Linked DNA regions of Mus musculus: region 1 is linked to region 2. The links are chromatin contacts, called in public HiChIP or PLAC-seq maps. All regions are on one chromosome and are shown on one strand. Each heading gives the region's core, a stretch centred on a gene start, on an enhancer-like site or on the middle of the called end of the contact. The rest is flanking DNA. Distances are from core to core; before and after follow the strand shown. Region 1 holds the start of Lrrc25 (leucine rich repeat containing 25). Region 2 holds the start of Homer3 (homer scaffolding protein 3).

The links. HiChIP or PLAC-seq counts read pairs in DNA pulled down with a chosen protein or histone mark.
Region 1: a contact with region 2 is called in an H3K27ac HiChIP or PLAC-seq map of the HPC-7 cell line, with 6 times the contacts expected there. The contact joins the promoter of Lrrc25 here to the promoter of Homer3 in region 2. A contact is called at or near these places in 7 of 39 promoter capture datasets (the HPC-7 cell line, HPC-7-derived erythroid cells, fetal liver and 3 more), 1 of 15 datasets of contacts at CTCF or cohesin (embryonic stem cells), 2 of 484 Hi-C or Micro-C datasets (cardiomyocytes and embryonic stem cells), 7 of 115 datasets of contacts at active chromatin or transcription factors (the HPC-7 cell line, the NIH/3T3 cell line, bone marrow-derived macrophages and 2 more) and 3 of 9 other capture datasets (adipose tissue, embryonic stem cells and liver).

Annotation. Positions count from the first base shown.
Region 1 is chr8:70,615,228-70,620,519 of GRCm38.p6, forward strand. It overlaps Lrrc25 (leucine rich repeat containing 25), which reads left to right and starts at 1,617. Exons shown (of 3, transcript NM_153074.3): 1 at 1,617-1,799; 2 at 2,335-3,137. The coding sequence starts at 2,344.
Region 2 is chr8:70,279,503-70,284,602 of GRCm38.p6, forward strand. It overlaps Homer3 (homer scaffolding protein 3), which reads left to right and starts at 3,497. Exons shown (of 10, transcript NM_001146153.1): 1 at 3,497-3,598.

The sequences.
Region 1 (5,292 bases), core at 367-2,866, 330 kb after region 2:
GGGAGAGAATAGTCTCTTGTCAGCTGTCCTCTGTCCTACCTGCCATCTCTGCTTCCAGAATATTCCACACCCTAAAAATGAGCCCCTGAGCCCCAGTGTCATGAGCGGGTGGAAGCTGCTAAAGCTCATGTCGTCGTCGGGTCTGACAGCTGTTGCTCAGGGTCATCCACATGGGATGTCATGTCACAGACACTTGGGCTGCTCGTGTGGGACCCAAACCCCAGGCTCACAGCTGGGCTGTGTCTGAGCTCCCTCAATTGCTGAGCACAATCTACAGCCCCAAGAAGGTCTCACCAAGCCAGGCGGTGGTGGCGCACGCCTTTAATCCCAGCACTTGGGAGGCAGAGGCAGGCATGTTTCTGAGTTCAAGGCTAGCCTGGTCTATAGAGTGAGTTCCAAGATAGCCAGGACTACACAGAGAAACCCTGTCTTGAAAAAACAAAAAACAAACAAACAAAACAAAACAAAACAAAACAAAACAAAGGCCTCACCAGGGTCAGGGAACACACACAAACCCAGCTACCAGCATAGGCCAGGCCCCCAAGTGCTAGGGTTCCTGTATCCCACGACCCTGTCAGCCTTGCCACATGGAGCCTCTACATAGGTATCGTCCCCAAGGGGGTCAAGGACAGAGCTGGTCACCCGACCCTATGACCTCACACAGCCTAGCCACTTTCTCTTCTAGGACAGTCTCTCCCTGGGTGGGGTTCTTTCTGATAGCCTGGCATGTCTCTCTGCCTCAGGAATACAGATTCGGTCTTCATACCCCCAACCTCCTCCCTTCCCCTGAGCATACTCCAGCCTGGTTTCCACTGGCCCCGGGACTTGCTGGCTCTGGATTACCCATTTCCACCAGTGTGAGAGTGAGGCCCACACTTCTAGTTCCCCCTTCAGCTTCCTCTTACCCAGCTGCTCCTTGGGCCTCAGGGTCTTAGCTCCTGCTGCCTGCCAGGCACTTATCAGCTATGTGCCCTCCCCTAGCTGGTCCCTACAGCCCCTTTCCAATAGCCTGCTGCAGAAACTTCCACGAAGCACCTGTGAGGGTTAGGAGCTTGGAGAAGTAAGGACAGTTTTTGTTTGTTTGTTTGTTTGTTTGTTTTTTAAAGATTTATTTATTATATGTAAGTACACTGTAGATGTCTTCAGACATTCCAGAAGAGGACATCAGATCTCCTTACAGATGGTTGTGAGCCACCATGTGGTTGCTGGGATTTGAACACAGGACCTTCAGAAGAGTAGTCGATGCTCTTAACCGCTAAGCCATCGCTGCAGCCCTAGGGACAGGTTTTAAGACTCCTTGACAACTCCTAGCTATGTGTTGCTAGCTATCTCTTCTTAGATACCTTGTGGAATTCTGTCCCTTTTTCCTGTCCTGCCTCTATTTGGGGCGGGGCGTGGGGGTGGGGATCGGACCTCTGATCACTGTCCAGTTCTGACCTTTTCCAGGACCAGATGTCCCCCGAGTACCTGCCCAGAGCTGAGGCACTTTAAGTGATTGTTCATTGAGTGAATATTTGCAGAGCCCAGCAAAGATCAGGAAGCGGGTGGAGGGGAAGCTGCGGGCCAAGGAGCTCAGGGTGAGGTCACAGCAAGAGAGAAGTGGGACAGTAAGGCCCCTCCTCCTCTCGTGAGAGCCTGAGGCTGGCAGAGGGCTCTCTGCTGTCCCCTCCACTCCTACACCTACTCGTCTTCCCGTCTTCCCGCAGGCGTGGATTAACAGGTGGAAAGCACCAGGAGCTGTGAACCCCAACCCAGACCCTAGGACCCTGAGGCTTACGAGACATCACGAAGGCCAGGAGGTGAGACTCAAGGCAACGTCGCGTCCAGCTCACTCGCGGATTGGGCAATGTAGAATAATAGCAGGGTCTGCAGGAAAGATGGCCAGGATCGGGCTAGGAGGTTTCCAGGACAACAACTCGTTTGCATACGGTTGTGTGGTTGTGTCTTGGCCAGTGAGAGGTGCTGCAGAGATGCAAAGCCTGGGCAGGTGTGTGTGGGGGTGGGATAGTCTAGTCTTGTGGTGGGCAGGTGCAGGATGCACCCATTTCACAGACCAGCATTTGGAGGCCCAGGAACCAGGGAAACCCAGAGAAAGGTGGCCAGCCAGGGGCCATGGGCTTCCATGTCAGAAAAGCCTTAACTGGTTGGGGTGCTTTATTTGGGTTTTATTGGGTCTCACTAAGTAGACCCGGCTAGCCTCGAACTCGCAGAGATCCACCTGCCTCTGCCAGACGAGTACTGGGATTAAAGGCACGAGCCACTACATGGTTTGAATTATTAATCTGTATTTAAAACAAAACCAAACCAGTGTTTAACTTAGGTGTTACCACACAGGTTGCTGGGATGGGAAGCATCAGAACTAGGTTGCTGTGGTTATGTCTCCTGATGCTGTTGGCCCTGCTTCACAAGTCAGGAAGTCAAGATCTCACCTGCATGGTTCACCCGAGCAGGGTAGACTGGACTCAGACATTTAATGGCACCTGCCTCAATTTCAGTGGCCTTGGCCTGTCCCTGCCAAGGAGCCCCTTGCAGGCCAGCCATGCTCAAGTCCTGGACCTGTCTAAGAATGGCCTGCAGGTGCTCCCTGGGGCTTTCTTCGACAAGCTGGAAAAGCTGCAGACCCTGATTGTCACCCACAACCAGCTGGACAGTGTGGACAGGTCCCTGGCCTTGCGCTGTGACCTGGAGCTCAAGGCAGACTGCAGCTGTGGGCTGGCCTCCTGGTATGCTCTCCGCCAGAACTGCTCCGGGCAGCAGCAGCTACTGTGTCTACACCCAGCCACCGAAGCTCCAAGGAACCTCTCCACCTTCCTTCAGGTCAGCTGTCCCCCCAGCTGGGGCCCGGGGACCATTGGAGCCCTTGTTGCTGGGACTATCTCCCTGGCTGTGGCTGTCAGTGGATCTGTGCTGGCCTGGAGACTTCTTCGCCGCCGCCGCAGAGCCAGTGAGCACAGCCTCAGCAAAGCCCAGATGTCCCCACACGATATCCCCAAACCAGTGACAGATTTCCTGCCAAGGTACAGCAGCCGGCGACCTGGCCCCAAGGCCCCAGACTCACCACCCAGCAGGTTCACAATGGATTATGAGAATGTCTTTATTGGCCAGCCGGCCGAGGACTGCTCATGGTCTGCAGCCAGGTGAGTGACCATAGATCCCTGCCCACAGTGAACAAGGACTGCTTTAGCAGGACAGAGGCATGCCCCGTCAGAGTCAGCGGAATTACCAGCTACTCAGCAGTTGGCCTGAGACTGTCAGCTGGGCCTTGTGCAGGCTGTGTGGCCAAGTGGCTTCATATGTTCAGATGAGGGCTGCAGGCCTCCCCTCCCCTTTAGGGGTTGGGGTAAGAGTTTGGAAAGTTTCCAAGGGGCCAGTCCCCACGTTGTGAGCTGTAAACCCAGCTCATACCTCTGGAGGAAGCCAGGCTCCAGGTCAACTAGGGCTTGGTGAAAGGTCAGCAGCCCGGGCTCCTGACTTCGTGGATGTCTGTGTCCCCATGCTATAGGGACATCAATGGAATCTCCCTGTGGCTTGTAGGATGCACAGCAGGTGAGGACTGGATAAAATGAGTAAGGCTGTTAGGCTGTTGTCCCCACCTACCTTCCCACTTCCCAGCGGGGGGGGGGGGTGCAGGGGAGAGAGAGAGTTGAGAAATTTGTGAGTTGCCTGTGGAGGGTGACCCACCAGGGAAAAAGAGAAGTTGGGCTGGAAGCTGAGGTAGGGGATTTGGGTATCTTGGTTGCTGAGAAGAAATGATGTATGGAAATGAGATGCAAATATTGAGAAAGGGGAAGTGACTCATGGAGGGGGATGGGGAAGGTCACCAACATAGGCTGAGCCAATCTGTCAGGGGACTGGAGAGATGGCCCCGCCCTAGGCCTCACTGGCCCCGCCCTGGCCTCACTGGCCCCGCCCTAGGCCTTTCTGAACTTCCGGAGGACAGTTGGAGGACGGTTCCCTTCCTCGAACTCACACAGGGTTCAGCGGAGCCGGTCACACCCTCTGCCTTCTCAGGCAAAAGATAATGAAAAAAGTTAAAAGTAAACTCCGGGTGGGCTGTGTCCAGGCTGGAGTGCTCACCCAGACATCCCCTCCCTGCCATCCAGACCAGTTGGGGTGGGCATGTAAAATCTGAGTTCAGGAATAGCCTGGGCTACATGAGACCCTGTCTCAAACACACGAGCCAGGCGTGGTGGCGCACGCCTTGAATCCCAGCACTCAGGAGGCCGAAGAGGCAGTTGGCTTTCTGAGTTCAAGGCCAGCCTGGTCTACAGAGTGAGTTCCAGGACAACCAGGGCTATACAGAGAAAGAAACCCTGTCTCGAAAAACCAAAAAAAAAAACAAAAAACCAAAACAAAAACAAACACACAAACACAAGCACAAGAAGCTGGGTTCTGGAACTGGAGAGAAGATATCAGGGCACATGTGCACACAGGCAACAGCGAGCGTGGATGCACAGACACACATACATGCAGAAACTATACATGCACATACGGACTCACACTCACATGCACACGCAAGCACAGACACACATATTCACTCACATGCACACACACGCACACACACACAAATACATGCACACATGTAAATGCACGAAGCATACATGCACATACACAGACAACACACATGCTCACACACATGCAGACACACACATGCACAAACACACACGCATATGCCTACACGAGTGCACATATACAAGTCAAATCAGGTGTGTGTTTTCCACACTTTTTTCTTGTTTTGTTTTGTTTTTCGAGACAGGGTTTCTCTCTGTAGTCCTGGCTGTCCTGGAACTCACTCTATAGACCAGGCTGGCCTCGAACTCAGAAATCTGCCTGCCTCTACATCCTGAGTGCTGGGATTCAAGGCATGCACCACCATGCCCGCTCACACTTATTTTTTATTTATTTATTTTTTATAAAGTAATCTTTTTTTTAAGATTTATTTATTTATTATATGTAAGTACATTGTAGCTGTCTTCAGACACTCCAGAAGAGGGAGTCAGATCTCGTTACGGATGGTTGTGAGCCACCATGTGGTTGCTGGGATTTGAACTCTGGACCTTCGGAAGAGCAGTCGGGTGCTCTAACCCACTGAGCCATCTCACCAGCCCCACACTTATTTTTAATGATGCTGAATCAGTAACTTTCAGAAGAGTGGGAGTCACACACTGAGTTGGAAAACGGGTAGGAGCAGAGCAGGAGCATAGAACTGTGAGAGCCAGGCCAGCCTGGGCTAGCTGGTGAGACCCTGTCTCAGGAAGAAGGAACAGACAGACAGGCCCAACCCTGGCTGCC
Region 2 (5,100 bases), core at 2,247-4,746:
TCCCTCTGCTCCCTCTGGCTCTTTTCTTGTGTGAGCAGGCTGGGCTCCACAGCTTCCTGCATCCTGTCACTGAACCAGACTGCCTGAGAGAGAAGTCCCAAGTTTGTGAAATCACTAACACACTCCACCTTCCCCACAGCTGCCACGGGCCTGCCCTATGCTATCGGAGCACACTCAGACTGGGCAGTCAAGAGTTGCACAGAGACACCTCCTGGGGTCAGACTTGACACAGAAAAGAAAGAAAGAACTCCTTGGAAATGAAGGTGTTGGAAGCAGGCTTCTGAGAGATGACTAGGAGTTTTCAAGGAGGAAAGGGTCTGAAATCTGGCCTTTCAGACCAGAGAAGAGAAAGCTTGTGAGTTCCACACAAGGTTGTACCCATTTAAAAATTAAATTAAACTAATTACATTTTGAGACAGGGTCTTACTATGTATCTCTTCTGACTGTGATGGAACTTACTCTATAGACTGGACTAGCCTCAAACTCACAGAGCTCCCACTGCCTGTCTTCCAAGTGCTGGGATTAAAGGCATGTGCCACCACCACCTAGCTAAGAAATTATTTTTATTTAAAAATTTAATTGTGACCAGGTGGTGGCACACCAGCACTTGGGAGGCAGAGGCAGTAGGATCTCTGAGTTTGAGGCCAGCCTGGTCTACAGAGTGAGTCCAATGTTAGGAGACCTGTTTTCTAAGGAAGAGATTTGTGCCAGGTTGGCTTGCTGTAGGTGCTGGGACAAAGCTTCATAAGAGGGGAACAGTGGGGCTGTCAAGATGGCTCAGAGGGTAAGAGCACTGACTGCTCTTCTGAAGATCCTGAGTTCAAATCCCAGCAACCACATGGTGGCTCACAACCACCTGTAATGAAACCTGACACCCTCTTCTGGTGTGTCTGAAGATAGCTACAGTGTACTTACATATAACAATAAATAAATCTTAAAAAAAAAAAAAAGAGGGGAACAATGTCGAAGCAACACACTAAATGGACAATGGAGAGAGACCCTGACTAGAAGCCATTGCTCACGCCCAGCCTCTTCAGTGCTCAGGGAGCTGTCCTGGCTCCTGTTGGTTCCTCCTGTGGACAGGAGGCTCATTCCTTCACTGTTCCTCAGCTCTCAGGGTCAGGAGCCACATCAGTCAAATAGGGACACCCAAGATCCTTGGAAGACAGTCACTGGGGTCCTTGCAGCCATTAACCTGTCACTCAGGAGACAGAAGGGCTGTGGGTGCTGCCTGGGTCCTCCAGCCCCTCACCTTGCCTCAGTCCATTGTGAAAGATAAACCTCCACATAGAGGAAACCCCACCTACCGTTGGCTTGCTCCAGTCTAGCCCAGGTTCAGTGAGGAACTCTTTTTTTGTCTTTTGTTTGTTTTTTGAGACAGGATCTCTTTTCAGGCCTGGAACTTGCAGGCTGGCCTTTAAACCCACAGAGATCCACTTGCCACTGCCTTCTGAGTGCTCAGCTCCGCTGTTTGTATTTGATGTAGTATCTCATGGATCCCAGGCTGGCCCAGACCTCACTCTGTAGCAGAGGATGACCTTGAACTCTCTACCTCCCAGGTCCTGGGAAGATGGGCACCTGCCAAGCCTTGTTTCAGAACTTTCAGCTCTCACATTCCTTCCTGTGCCCACACATAGCACAAAGCCTGCTTAGGCCCTTAGCCACCCCCACTCCCACCCCCACTGCCCAATAACCACATGTCTTAGCTCTGCAGCCAGCTCAGAGCCTGACAGACCAGGACCGGCTTCCAGCCTGCTGCCCTGAGCTCAGATACTTAAAAAAAAAATGTTGCTAATAAGGAGAAAGTCAGTCTGAACACAGCAGACGGTATTGTCTTTGTTCCCAGTGTTCACATGCTCTGTGGCTCCGAGCCTAAGAGCAAAGACAGATAGTTTCCCTGTGCACATGCCTCTCAAAGTTAGGCGCAGTTGGAGAGGACCTTGTTTTCCCCAGCTGCAAATAAATATCAAGGAGGCTGGTAGCTCAGGGGCTCCTACCTGCCTGTGACTCAGAAATGAATGGAAATACCTCTACATATAATATATATATCAGAGCATCCATGAGCAGAAGGCCAGGAGCCCCGGGAAGTCTAGTTTGGGCTGTCAGAGGCAGGGAACAGAACCACACAGCCTGGAAGGTCAAGGAGTGACAAACATCCTTGGAAAGGAGCACATTCCTGGGAGGGCGAGGGAGAGAAACTCGCCTGGCCTGAGAATATCTTCACTGAAAGTTAGCCACCTGCTCAGATCCCAGCAGACACCAGAGGGCTTGAGAAGAGAAAAAAATATATATCTGACATAAGAAATGCAAAGCTGAGAACCACAGACTCTGATTCGGACACAGCCATTTGTCCCCAGAACACGGAAACCCTTGCAGAAATTTCTAGAAAAGTGCAGCAAGGGATTTGCCACAGGGCTAGGGACCCACTGGCAGATAGGTGATCCCCTGAAGGATCCTCGGCGGGCTGCTGTGGCTGTGGACAGAGGCAGGACTCAGCCTACAGAGCTGCAGGGAGTTTGTCCATTTCATTGGAAGACAACACTAAGAGGACACTTGGATCCTAAGACTCTGTAACAATAACCTAGTTACTCCCAGAATTTATTTTTGAAAGTCAGGGTCTCACTATGTGGCCCTAGATGGCTTAGAACTCACTATATAGACCAATCTAGCCTAGAATTCACAGAGATTTGCCTGCTTGTTCTTTTCGTGGGAATTAGGATGGAGCCCAGGGCACCACAGACGCTTGACGAGGGCGTTACACACTGATTTGCAGTCCCACCCCCACCTTCGTTTTGGGGAGCTGGGCTCAAGCTGTCTTCATGCTTCAGTTGCTGAGGGTCCAGGAACTTTTTCTTTTCGAAGAAGCCACATGAAGACTCAGGGCCACCCTTGGTAGGAGGCAGGAAAGCGAAGGGTCGTTGTCCACCCATTTTCCGTGTTTCTCCCTATCTCTGGGTCACCAGATCACACTCCAGGACTTCTGCCTCTGTCTTCACACCCTGGCCCGCTACCACCCATCTAACACCCACACTTTTGTCTTCTCAGCCTTCAGCCCATCAGTCCAATGCTCTGCCCCAAGGCCGATCCAGACAGACCCTCCTCTTCCACCCCTCTCCCCACCCCGCTGTCTTTGTCCGCAGTCACCTTCTGTCTCTCTCCGCTGCCCTCCTGGATCCCTCCCCTCTGTCCAGTACTCTGCCTGATCCTAGGCCCCTGCCCTTAATCCCTCTGATCCCAGCCCCAGACTTTATGGGCCCCTCCCCCTCCTTCAAAAGCCACGCCCTCCCCACTTCCTTCAGTTGCCTCCCACTGGGTCCCCCCTTCAGAAGTTCCTCCTCTTGACCTCCTGGTGCCCTCCCCTTCCTCTGCCCTTTCACCCCGCCCAACTCCCCCCTCCATGTCCGCCCTCCTCTTCTTCCCTCTCGGGGTCCCCTCCCTCTTCCCCGCCCTCCGTAGCTGGCCAGCAGGGGGCGCTGGGCAGAGGCGGGGCGGCGCGGGGACTGGCCGCGATGGGACCGGAGGCGGCGCAGACAAAGGCGCGGGCGGCGCGGGGCGCGCGGAGGGCGCGGGCCGGAGGCTGCAGCGACGACGACGCGGGGTGAGCCAGACAGGGGGACCCCAGCTTCCGAGGCACAATCAGGGAGTCGGGGGCGCAGGAAACGCAGACGGTTTCCAAAGTTGCGGACTGTGAGGCGGGGCCCAGGAGCTGCGGGGTGCAGGCTGAGGGGTTGGGATCCTGGGGTGCCGGCTAGGGGGCCGGCTCAGGTGCTGGCTGGGGCGCGGGGCGCGTCTTCACCGGGTTCCTCAGCCGAGGTCCGGGTGTTGGGGACGCCGCATCGCGAGGCTCCGCCACTTAGAAGTTGCGGGTCAGCGGCTCCCGTAGTTGCCCTCACGAGCTGCCCTGGAGGGAGTGGGAACCGGTGCCAAATGGGAAGCCGGCGTGGGGCTCCTGGCAGGGTCCCCGCCGCGCGCGATCGCGGTTCTCCGCCCCGCGCCTCTGCTCCAAGGCGCGTGACTACTCAGTGAGTAACTTTTCCTGATGGTGGCAAGTCCAGGCAGGAGTGGTCCGACCGGAAGGGCCTGGGTTCGGGGACCCCTTTCCCCCAATCTCCGCCAGTTCCATTAGCGTCTCTGACTGGACAACCCCCCTACCCTCCCTCTGTATGGGAACTTAGGTTTCGCAGCTTCCCAAGACAGCTTGGAGGGGCCCTGACCTCAGACCCCGGGTCTTGACCTCCCGCACCCGCAGGACCCTCCTTCTCCTCCAATCTCCTTAGTTGAAATTTGGGGGACTTAGGAGAATGACAGGTGCAAGCGTTCATAGGAGGCTGGGGAGCTCCGTTCTCCCGGTCCTGTTCCCTGTTCACATGGTGGGGACTAGGATGAACCGCTGTGTGCAATGCGTGCTTGTGTGTGTGTGTGTGCCTGTGCGTTGAGACATGGTCCCACTCTGTAGCCCAGGTTGGCTTCAAAGTCTCCTCATTCTCCCCAGTGCTGGTGCCACCATACCAGGCTTTCATTTTTTCCTTTTAAGTAAGCTCCCTGGAGACTCAGACACAGAGTTATCTGGGCTAAGTGGTCCTTTCTCTCTCTCTCCTCTCTCTCTCTCTCTCTCTCTCTCTCTCTCTCTCTCTCTCTCTCTCTCTCTCTCTCTCTCTCTCTCTCTCTCTCTCTCTCTCTCTCCTCTCTCTCTCTCTCCCTCCCTCCCTCCCTCCCTCCCTCCCTTCCTTCCTAGAGTTATTTATTTTATTTATACAAGTACACTGTAGCTGTCTTCAGACACATCAGAACAGGGCATCCAATCCCATTACAGATGGCTATGAGCCACTATGTGGTTGCTGGGAATTGAACTCAGGACCTCTGGAAGAGCAGTCAGTGCTCTTACCCACTGAACCATCTCTTCAGCCCCGAAGTGGTCCATTTGTGGGATCAGCGAGGTCCTGATTTTCCTGTTAGGTCCCTGGAAGCACTCCACTTTTACTCCTTGAGATGGGTTTATCCCTCCATGATGACCAGGGAGGCCTTGAACTCCTGGGATGCATGATCTAACCGCCTTGGCTTTCAGATAGATAAAACCACAGGGCCTCACCACGGATCCAG